Linked DNA regions of Sus scrofa: region 1 is linked to region 2. Evidence: chromatin contacts called from public Hi-C data. All regions are on one chromosome and are shown on one strand. Each heading gives the region's core, a stretch centred on a gene start, on an enhancer-like site or on the middle of the called end of the contact. The rest is flanking DNA. Distances are from core to core; before and after follow the strand shown. Region 1 overlaps CMBL (carboxymethylenebutenolidase homolog). Region 2 overlaps MARCH6 (membrane associated ring-CH-type finger 6).

Region 1 (5,028 bases), core at 212-2,711, 140 kb after region 2:
CTCTAAAATGGACCCATTACTTGGCCTTGAAGCATCTCTGCTTGGGGTCAGCTTTCACACTCAGGGCACCCATGGTTATCCTGCTCTGAATTAGACTGGCTTCCACACCTGGCATAGTGAGGCCTCACTCATCTCCCAAAGGTCATCTCATTGTCACATTGTGTGGCCACAGCCCTTTGGTGAATGCTGTCACCTCTTGGCTTCTCAGAGCCCTGGTGTCAGTAGCAGGTTCAGTAAAGCATGGAGGAGAGAGAGGAAGGACCATTTCTTCCTGTCCAGCTTCAGCAGGTCTTGAGTGTGGGGCACCCCTGTTCCCTTTGTCTTCTCGAAAGGAGGAGCTGAGAAGTTCCTGTCGTGGCTCCGTGGAAACAAATCTGACTAGTATCCGTGAGGACAGGGGTTCGATCCCTGGCCTTGCTCAGTGGGTTAAGGATCCAGCGTTGCCATGGGCTGTGGTGTAGTTTGCAGACATGGCTTGGATCTGGCATTGCTGTGGCTGTGGTATAGGCCGGCAGCTGTAGCTCTGATTCAACCCCTAGCCCGGGAACTTCCATCTGCAGATGTGGCCATTCAAAAAAAAAAAAAAAAAGTGAGTAAAGATGCCTAAGACTTACAAATCCCACTCACACTTACCTATTTTGCCTTCAAAATAATCCTCTGAGGTTTCACTGGGCTGTCTCTATCATATCAAGAAAACGAGGCCAAAAGTGATTAAATAGCTTGTTCAGGTTTCAGAGCAGAATGGGGCAGTTCTGGGACCTGATTCTGCTGACCCAGATTTCAGTCTTCTTGGGACCCCTGCAGGAGAAGCTGGCTTCCTCCATCTGTGGCTGTGACATGTATTAGGAACGGGGTCTCTGTCTGGAGCCATGTGGCCCCATTCCCCCCGGGGTTGACACACTTGGAAGGTTGAATGGACCCTTTATTTATTATTTATTTATTTTTTTAGGGCCGCACCTGCAGCATATGGAGGTTCCCAGGCTAGGGGTCAAATCTGAGCTACAGATGCCAGCCTAGCTCACAGCTATAGCAATGTTGGATCCTTAACCCACTGAGGGAGACTAGGGATCGAACCTGTATCCTCATGGATACTCATCAGGTTCTTAACCTCCTGAGCCACAACAGGACCTCCTCCGTGGTCCCTTTTGGACCCTGCATGAGACCATACCCTCTGGGCAGGACCTGATAGCCTGTTGGCATCCTGGCCGGAGGCTGGGAAAGTGCTTGGTCACGGTGACTGGATCACTCACCAAGTGTGCCCTCCTGGCCTGAGGCTGACACGAAAGGCCAGCGGAGAGGCACAGGTCTCAGGGGCAGGAAGGGAGCTCTGCCCGCCCAGGCCCTCTCCAGTGCTGCTGCCGGGAACCTTTGTCCTGGGGCATCACATCTAAGGGGCATGTGCCCAGCCAAGGCCTTGGCACGCCAGGTGGGCTGGGCTCTGGGCAGGCTGCCAGCGCCCGGGCACCTTGGGTTTGTGAAATCTGAGATATTCTGGCCTGGAACCAGTTGGCGTCTTTGCTGCGATCACAGTTGGCCCTCGAGGCACTACTTTTCTTCTCCCGTGGTCTGGAACCACAACCTGGCATGTTTCTAAATGAATGTAAGCAAATATGGAGTCCCCGCAGCTCTGACGCTACACTCGCTGAATGTCCCTTTTTTCCAGAACCATCGTTCCAGACTTCTTTGTAGGACAGGAGCCGTGGCACCCCTCTGGGGACTGGTCCACTTTCCCTGAGTGGTTGAAGACCAGAGATGCCAGAAAGATCAACAGGTGAGTTACGAGGACCTTACCAGCCGGTGTGGCTGTGTTCCTGGTGCCCCCAGGGCTGCCAGGGAGTGGAGGACTGAGGGGACAGGGAGGGTCTGGGATCATCATTCAGATCCCCCCCCACCTCCCCCCTTCCCCATCAATGAACCTCGGAGGCCACAGCCAACGGAGCCCTTCCTGAAGCACAAAAGGAACCGGTTTCATGTAGCACAGTTCATACAGTGGAAGGTTAGCAACCAGCAAGCACCCTGCTGGCCAGCAAGCTTGCTTGCTTCTCTCTCTGGAATGTTCTTTGGGCCTGATTTTCCTTGACAGTTGGGCTCTGGGGGTTCAGAGATCAGTATTCTCTCCTCCTGGCTGAGAACCAGTTGAAACAAGCAGAGAGACTAGAGAAAAGGACCTACTTGTCCTCAGTTGATTGGAGCGGAGGCTTTTGATCCGAGGCCCCAAGGGCCACCCCTCCTCCAGGGAAACTTTGGGTCTTTAGAGCAGCCCCAGCAGACCAGGACTGCTGTCCCGACAGGGTCCGCGAGAAGCAGTGGGAAGAAAAGCGGGGATCCCACAGGATGGCAGCCTTTGTTAAATTGGCTTCACCCAGTCCAGAAGCAGGGCGACACTCAGCTGTCACTCAGATCCCCTCTTGTTTTTGTTTTTGTTTTTTAGGGCTGCACCTGTGGCATATGGAGGTTCCCAGGCTGGGGGTTGAATCAGAGCTGCAGCTGCCGGCCTACGCCACAGCCACAGCAATTGGAGATCCAAGCTACACCACACCACAGCTCACTGCAGTGCCAGATCCGAGCCGCGTCTTCAGTGTACACTGCAGCTCCCAGCAATGCTAGATTCTTAACCCCCTTAGCAGCGCCAGGGATTGAACCCAAGTCCTCATGGATACTAGTAGGGTTTGTTACACTGAGCCACAGCGGGAACTCCCAGATCCCCTCTTCTTTATCTGGAGGATTAGGATGGAGTGGGAAAGAGGCAGGAATGAGGAATCAGGAAAGAGGTTTTCCTGAGCAGGAAATCCTGAGCCCAGGACAAAGGGTTCCCCTGATACCAGCCCCTAACTCACCTTGACTGTGTGTCCTTCCAGACACTTCTCTCCCATCCTCTGACTTTGTCCCACCTCACCTGTGAGCCTCAGGTGTTTGATAAGCTGCTCCCCAAGCCCAGGCTGGGGCAGGTGCCGGTAACGTGGCCCCCTGCCCATGGCCACTTGGTCTCTGGAACTCTGCTCCTCCAGGGTAGGCTCTGGGCTGATGGCCCTCTGGCTCCTGGGCTGCTGGACCCCGGGCAGACCTCTGCTCACAGCCCACGGGACCTCTGCTCCTGCTCGGTGTGGCTCCCTGGCTCCTCGGCCCGCCTCACTCCCCATACTCTCCGGGGACCCGACTCTCTTGTGTCCTGGCCATCCTCTCTCTGGGTCTTGTGCAGAGCAGCAGTGCTTTTGGCTCAGGCCAGGGTCTCTGTGCAGTTCCTCAGTCCAGAGAGATGCTCCAAGCAGCCCTGGGTGCTCCCGGCTTGCCGAGCACCGGGACTCTGTGTAACCTCAGGGTTGGCGGGAGACCAGAGCCAGTGGCCCTCTTTGGCTTGTCCTAGGGTGCAAGGGGATGGTGGCCCGGCTTGTCTTAAGTCTGTCCCATCCCGGGGAGTCTCAGTGCAGGGTACGGTGGCCCGGCTCCCTCACCCCAGGTCAGGGCCCTCAAGGGCCACCCCAGCTCCGAGTTCCCCCAGGAGCTGTGAGAAGCTTTTGTGGAGACCGCACCCCAGCTCTGCTTCTCTGTCCTGCCTCCTCCTCCCCGTCCCCAGGGTTGACTCTGGGATTCGTGGGGACCCAGCATCCTGCATGCTTATCCATTTCCATGCCTCCCTCCCAGACACTCAACCTGCAAGCCCAAGAGAGGCAAAATAAGGCAAGAAGTCAAGAATAAATTAGAAGTAGAAATAACAAGGGAGCCAGAGAAGCTGTGATGTGAACGTGAACTTCAGCTTTGCCTGTCAGGTGGTTGCAGGAACCTGGGCTTGGCAGGGGAACCTGCAGGGGAGATAGGTGTGGCGGGGGGAATGGTTAGGATGTTTGGAGGAAAAGCCTTGTGTGGCTGCCTTTCCATTTGCAACACAAATCAGGGCGATCATTTCTGGGAAAGATTCGAGCAGCCTGTGGTCCCCTCCACCAGGGATGAGGAGAGCCACATGTTTTATTTTCTTTATTTTATTTTATTTATTTTTTTGAGAGCCACACCTTTTAAATCAAAATGAGACAAATGGAAATACTAACTTGGAAAAATAGACTGAAGTCCTTGTGTCAGGTGTCTTTTGTTTGAAAAACTCCTTTTTTTTAGTGCTTACTGCTTAAGCAGTCATGGGATTTATTGACTTCTGGAACTGAAAAAAGGTGGTTTCTGTCTTTAAGCAGAAGTTGGTCTGTAGCCCAGAGGTATCCCCAGGATTTGACCTCTCAACATCTCTCAGCTATCTTGTCTGATGCTAGCCCCATTCTCAGGCAGTGTTTGCCTCCGGGTGGCAAGATGGCTGCAGCAGCTCCAGAAACCCAGCAAAATTCTCATTTTGTCCTGATCGTTATGACCGGGTCACAGGTCTATCCTTGAACCAGTCATCGTGGCCAGAGTGTCATGCTCTGATTGGCCAGGCCTGAGCCACATACTCTACTCCTAGAACCAAGCCCCCCAAAGTATATGGACCAAGCATGGGGAAGGAGGGTTCATCCAAAGCTAAATCCTGGTGTTCCCAGAAAAGTGGGGCCCAGACTCTGCAACAAAAGCAAAGATAGGTTCACTCGAGTCTTTTAAAGACTTCTTATAGAAATGCCCTCATCCTTCTTGTCCCTTCCAATTAAGGCAGTTATTCTTAAAAGCAAAGCATTTGGGAAAAATTGGAAAGCCAAAATGACAAAAACTATTGCTTATTCTACTGTGTTTTGCAGAATTACTTAATTACCACTCTTCTGAGATTATGAAAATAACTATTTGCACACAGAATGTATGATACACATGTTTAAATGTGCTCAAAGATGTCTTATGATTGCAAGAAAATGCGATAGAATTGCTTTTTCTGTTTTTCTTAAAAATTGCAAACAGCATCTCTTCCTTCTCAGATGAAACAGGACTTCTGGGCCAGCCTTGCAGCCCTAGCTCCATTTGGCATCTTGCTTCTGGTTGAAAAAGCTTTCTGAGTTCCAAATAACCACTTTGCAAATGACCCATTTGTGAGACAGGGCCACTGTTCTTGGTCCCCTCATGGCT
Region 2 (4,358 bases), core at 1,059-3,558:
CTGCCAAAACAAGTGAAGTGAGAAAAACTGACTTTCGTCACTGAAGTCCCCCTCCCCATTCTTTCAGAGCTGGCAGAACTTAGTACTCTGGCAGCCTAAGCGTTCTTAGTTTTTGTTACAGTCAGTAAATAAACACTGCTTTGGAAAAGGCTGAACACTCTAAATTTCATTCTTAAAAATATTACTCTTAAGAATCCTCGGAGGAAACAGGTGACCATATAATTTGTTGTCCAAAGGCGGCACTCACGAGTAAAAGGGAGTGCTGTTAATGATGGCATAAAGGCAGCACATGTAAACAGGAACTCTCCCAGACAAACATGAGGACAGTTATAAACTTGCTTGTCTGTGAGATGCCACTAAAGCAGAAGAGGATCCAGGCTTCCATTAGGACATGGAGGGTCAAATGGCCATCATCCTCAGAGGTGTTTTCCCTGACTATTCTCAATTTCTGATTAAGGTCAGGTTGCAGAGCTTCCCCCCATCAGAGGTCACCACAGCACTTTTGCACTGATAATTCCTAATATAGGCTTCTTATTTGTATCTACAACTGTTTAATATGTTATCAGACCAGAACATTTGAAAACAGGTTGAAAATTATTTTGAAAGAACATTTAAAAAATCTTCCTCCCCAGGGAGTTCCCACTGTGGCATGGGAGGTTAAGGATCTAGCATTACCACAGCTGTGGCACAGGTCACACCTGAAGCTCAGATTTGACCCTTGGCCTGGGAACTTTCATATGCTATGGGTGCAGCCAAAAAAAAACAAAAAACAAACTTCCCCTCCAAACCAGTTTCTCCCAAGTCTTTTTAGCTCCATAAATGACAACTCCCCAGGTGCTTGACCCAATCAAGTTCTCAATGGCCTCTTTTTCACATCCTACCTTCAATCTATTAGCAAGTCCTATTCCACCTCAGAATATACCCAGAATCAGAGCACTTTTCCCTCCTGTGATTCATCACGTAAGACACAAAAATTAAGAAATGAGAGATCTTAACAAGAGCAGCTGGATGAATGGAGGTCTGGACTTACTTGTCATTTTTAATATGTTCATAAAGGCGCTTAAACTGGCGGACCTGGAAGGACAAGATTCCCATCAATACCACAACCATCAGTAAAAATGGATAAATCCGCCGATGGACCAAGTTTTGCATTTCCGAAGTAACACCTGTAAAACCAAAAAAAGGAAAACTCTGAAGTGCATACAGAACGACACCGACATGGAAATAATTCCTCTCCCGAAGCAAAGGAGGCTGGTGGTGCCTAACTGAAACTCGTCCTGTGCAGAGGGAGTAATACAAGGAGTGCTGGCAGGCAGGCCTGGCACAGCTAGAGGAGGAGCCTTGTAGCTGGGTTATTCTTAAAGACCACTGAAGAACCAGCAAAAGGGTTTTCACCAAAGAGTTTGTATACACAAAGAGACCCATCCCTCTGAAAGGTCGCTGTGGTCGCAGTGTGGAGAATGACCGTGTGGAGGGTTCAAGGCAGGGAAACAGGCAGCCATAGAGGTTGAGGTGAGAGCTGCAGACGAGGCCCCCAGAGGGCAGACCAGTGGGACCTGGAGACCAGCTGAGTACAAGAGCACAGAGCCTCAGGTGACACGGATGACCCTCAAGGTTTCCGACTTATACGACTCGTTGGATGATAATGCCAGAAACTGAGAGAGGGAATTCAGCAGAAGAGGAAGATTCGGAGGGGACAACTTTGTGCTTATAACTGAACATACACTGGCTCATGTACTGGCTCTAAGAGCCTGTGAAGATTCTTAAGTACTGACACGAAAATGTCTACATGTTAAGAGTATTTCCTCTTTGGTGTTCCTTTTATGCTGAAGAACATTTTTTAAATGTCAATATTTTCTCGCCTCTCTAAAGAAAAAACTACCAAAGAGCTTTATGATCCTCATCTTTTTTTTTTTTTTTTTTTTTTTTTTGGTCTTTTTTTTGCTATTTCTTGGGCCGCTCCTACGGCATATGGAGGTTCCCAGGCTAGGGGTTGAATCGGAGCTGTAGCCATCGGCCTACGCCAGAGCCACAGCAACGCGGGATCAGAGCCGCGTCTGCAACCTACACCACAGCTCACGGCAACACCGGATATGATCCTCATCTTGCTCTGAGTACTGAAACCTGAGAAAAACAGTCTTTTGACAGTATTGTTTTGGCTGGATTTATATTTACAACATAGCATTTGGAGCCAAGTAACCTCGGACACTGAAGGGACAAGAATGTGACGACGCTAACAAGGTGCTCCCTCAAGCTTCCAGCCACCTTTACCCACCTAGTAGAGGAACGATGCCAGACGCAATGACGTAAGGTACACACAGGGAAAGCAAGAGCACAGAGATCACTGGCGCTGCCAGTTTCCGAACGATATAGTGAAGGTCAATGTTCCGGATGCCGTTTGCGTAAACCTGGAACGGGAACAAAACAGAACAAGAACACAGGACAATTTCCCCAGGTTAACAGCAATCTCTACTGAATTCAAGATGCACAGAGTTGGGGAGCTCCCGCTGTGGTGCAACAGGATTGGCAGCCTCTTGGGAGCTCTGGGACGCAGGTTCAAGCAGCCCCGTACAGTGGGTTAAGGATCCAGCGTGGCCACAACTGCAGCTTAGTTCGAGGCTGCGGCTTGGATCTGATCCCTGGGCCAGGAGCTCCATATGCCACAGGGACTACCAGCCCCAAAGGATTCAAACTCGTTATTTGTTTCAGAAATCAAGGCAAATTCTGGAACTCACACCTCAAGATGGCATCCACAAGTTTTACTTCCTTACACTTTGCAGTTAACTCTGCTGAGAGATGAAATAAGATGCTAACCTAGAATAATAATTACACTAGCCTTGCTCTATATAATACCAGATGGCACCAACAATATTAGTTGAATACCACACACCCTGAAGCAATTTCATATATAAATTGTGTAAGAGTGATCTGTTATTACTCAAGATTGCATTCATCTTATCTGAATATAAGAAAATACTATAAACAGGAAGCATGTTTCTAAAAAGCTTATATAAATCAAATGTCAACAAATTAAAAGGTTTTTTATGTAACAATCTAGTATGAAAGTAAGTTAATTTTTTTTTTAATTTAAGAATTTCTAAAATATTTCCATCATCTTACCTACAAAGTTCTATTCAATAGTACTGTGGAGGAAAGAATGGACGGAAATGGGGGAATCTTGGGAATAAGAGAAAATACAGCTGGTGTGCAGAAGGTGACAAAACAGAAGAGTGGTATTTGTGTTTTTCCCCAGCATTTTAACCTCTTCTGGCCCAGAGTCACATAGTGTGGTGCAACTCAAGACAATCCCTCTATCCTTTGGAAATGGACCAGAGCATTTGGATGCAAGTCACAGGCTTACTGCTCCAAAGGCTCATTTCTGATCCCCTCAAAATCCTTTTAACCCAAATGCACTTAAGTTAATGCAGCAAGGCAACCCCATGTTTAACCATTTTACTTAAACTTATACACATGTATGAGAAAGAATGCAACCGAGAGCAAAATAATATAGAGATCAGCAATTCACAGCCTCCAGCTGTAACTAAACCCTTATTCTCCACAACGGTCAGTCTCACTGGAAACTCCAGAGGGGACTGGCCTGTAGTACTGTCATGAATGGATACGCTGCCAGGCACCCCACAACCCACCTCACTTCAGAATCAGCCTGCACTTGAGATGCACACGCACACACACTGATTCCCTGGCCCTCCCCTACCCCCGTCAACCTCCAGGTACAGGAATTTTTGGATGGTTTTCTTGTCCATACTGGGTTAAAAACTACTTTATTTCCTATATACCAAAAGAAGGTATACTTTTAGTGCTACAGAACTATAACACTTTATCAATTTGGCGCTGCCCCAAGGATAAGAGGGTTGTCCGTAAGTACATTCTCTAGGTAACTAAAACTTTAAGTACATTCTCTAGGTAACTAAAACTTGAATAAGGACCAACATCTACTATATTGGTTATTTTGGAAGAAATCTTCCTAAAATGAATTACCTTACTCTTAGCCTTACTATCACAGAATACAGAAGTACAATTTACCTTTTTCAAAGTTATCTCCACAATGACCAAATTATCTGATGGTTCCATAATACACAACAGTCTCAGGTGCTATGTGGCTAGAATATTCCTAAACAGTTATACTTTTTAAATATATTCTCAGTTATGCTTTTTAAATCTATTATCTTTTTCTGACTTTTTATTTATTGTCTTGAACAATAACCGCTTCTCTACTACAGACGTACAAAGCCTGAATACCAAGGCTTCATCAGAACTCCTTCCCTTTAAAAAAAAAAAAAAAAAAAAAAAAAAAAAAAAAAAAAAAGCATACACTAAATTTTGCCTTTACTTTGGGT

The links. Hi-C and Micro-C count contacts between places; a contact is called where the count stands out from the background.
Region 1: a contact with region 2 is called in a Hi-C map of liver, with 2.6 times the contacts expected there. The contact joins two enhancer-like sites. A contact is called at or near these places in 5 of 47 Hi-C or Micro-C datasets (embryonic fibroblasts, epiblast stem cells, liver and 1 more) and 1 of 2 datasets of contacts at active chromatin or transcription factors (alveolar macrophages).

The regions. Positions count from the first base shown.
Region 1 is chr16:72,192,425-72,197,452 of Sscrofa11.1, forward strand. It overlaps CMBL (carboxymethylenebutenolidase homolog), which reads left to right. Exons shown (of 6, transcript NM_001244350.1): 3 at 1,664-1,771. Among named protein-coding and RNA genes, the nearest start is that of CMBL, 24 kb to the left of the region's middle. Within about 2 kb of position 1,462, at least 4 of the 83 cell types and tissues checked have an H3K27ac peak or open chromatin away from gene starts, as enhancers often do. A contact at or near this core is called in liver, where this site is marked.
Region 2 is chr16:72,048,968-72,053,325 of Sscrofa11.1, forward strand. It overlaps MARCH6 (membrane associated ring-CH-type finger 6), which reads right to left. Exons shown (of 27, transcript NM_001130535.1): 25 at 2,276-2,408; 26 at 1,031-1,166. Among named protein-coding and RNA genes, the nearest start is that of GPX3, 62 kb to the left of the region's middle. Within about 2 kb of position 2,309, at least 2 of the 83 cell types and tissues checked have an H3K27ac peak or open chromatin away from gene starts, as enhancers often do. A contact at or near this core is called in liver, where this site is marked.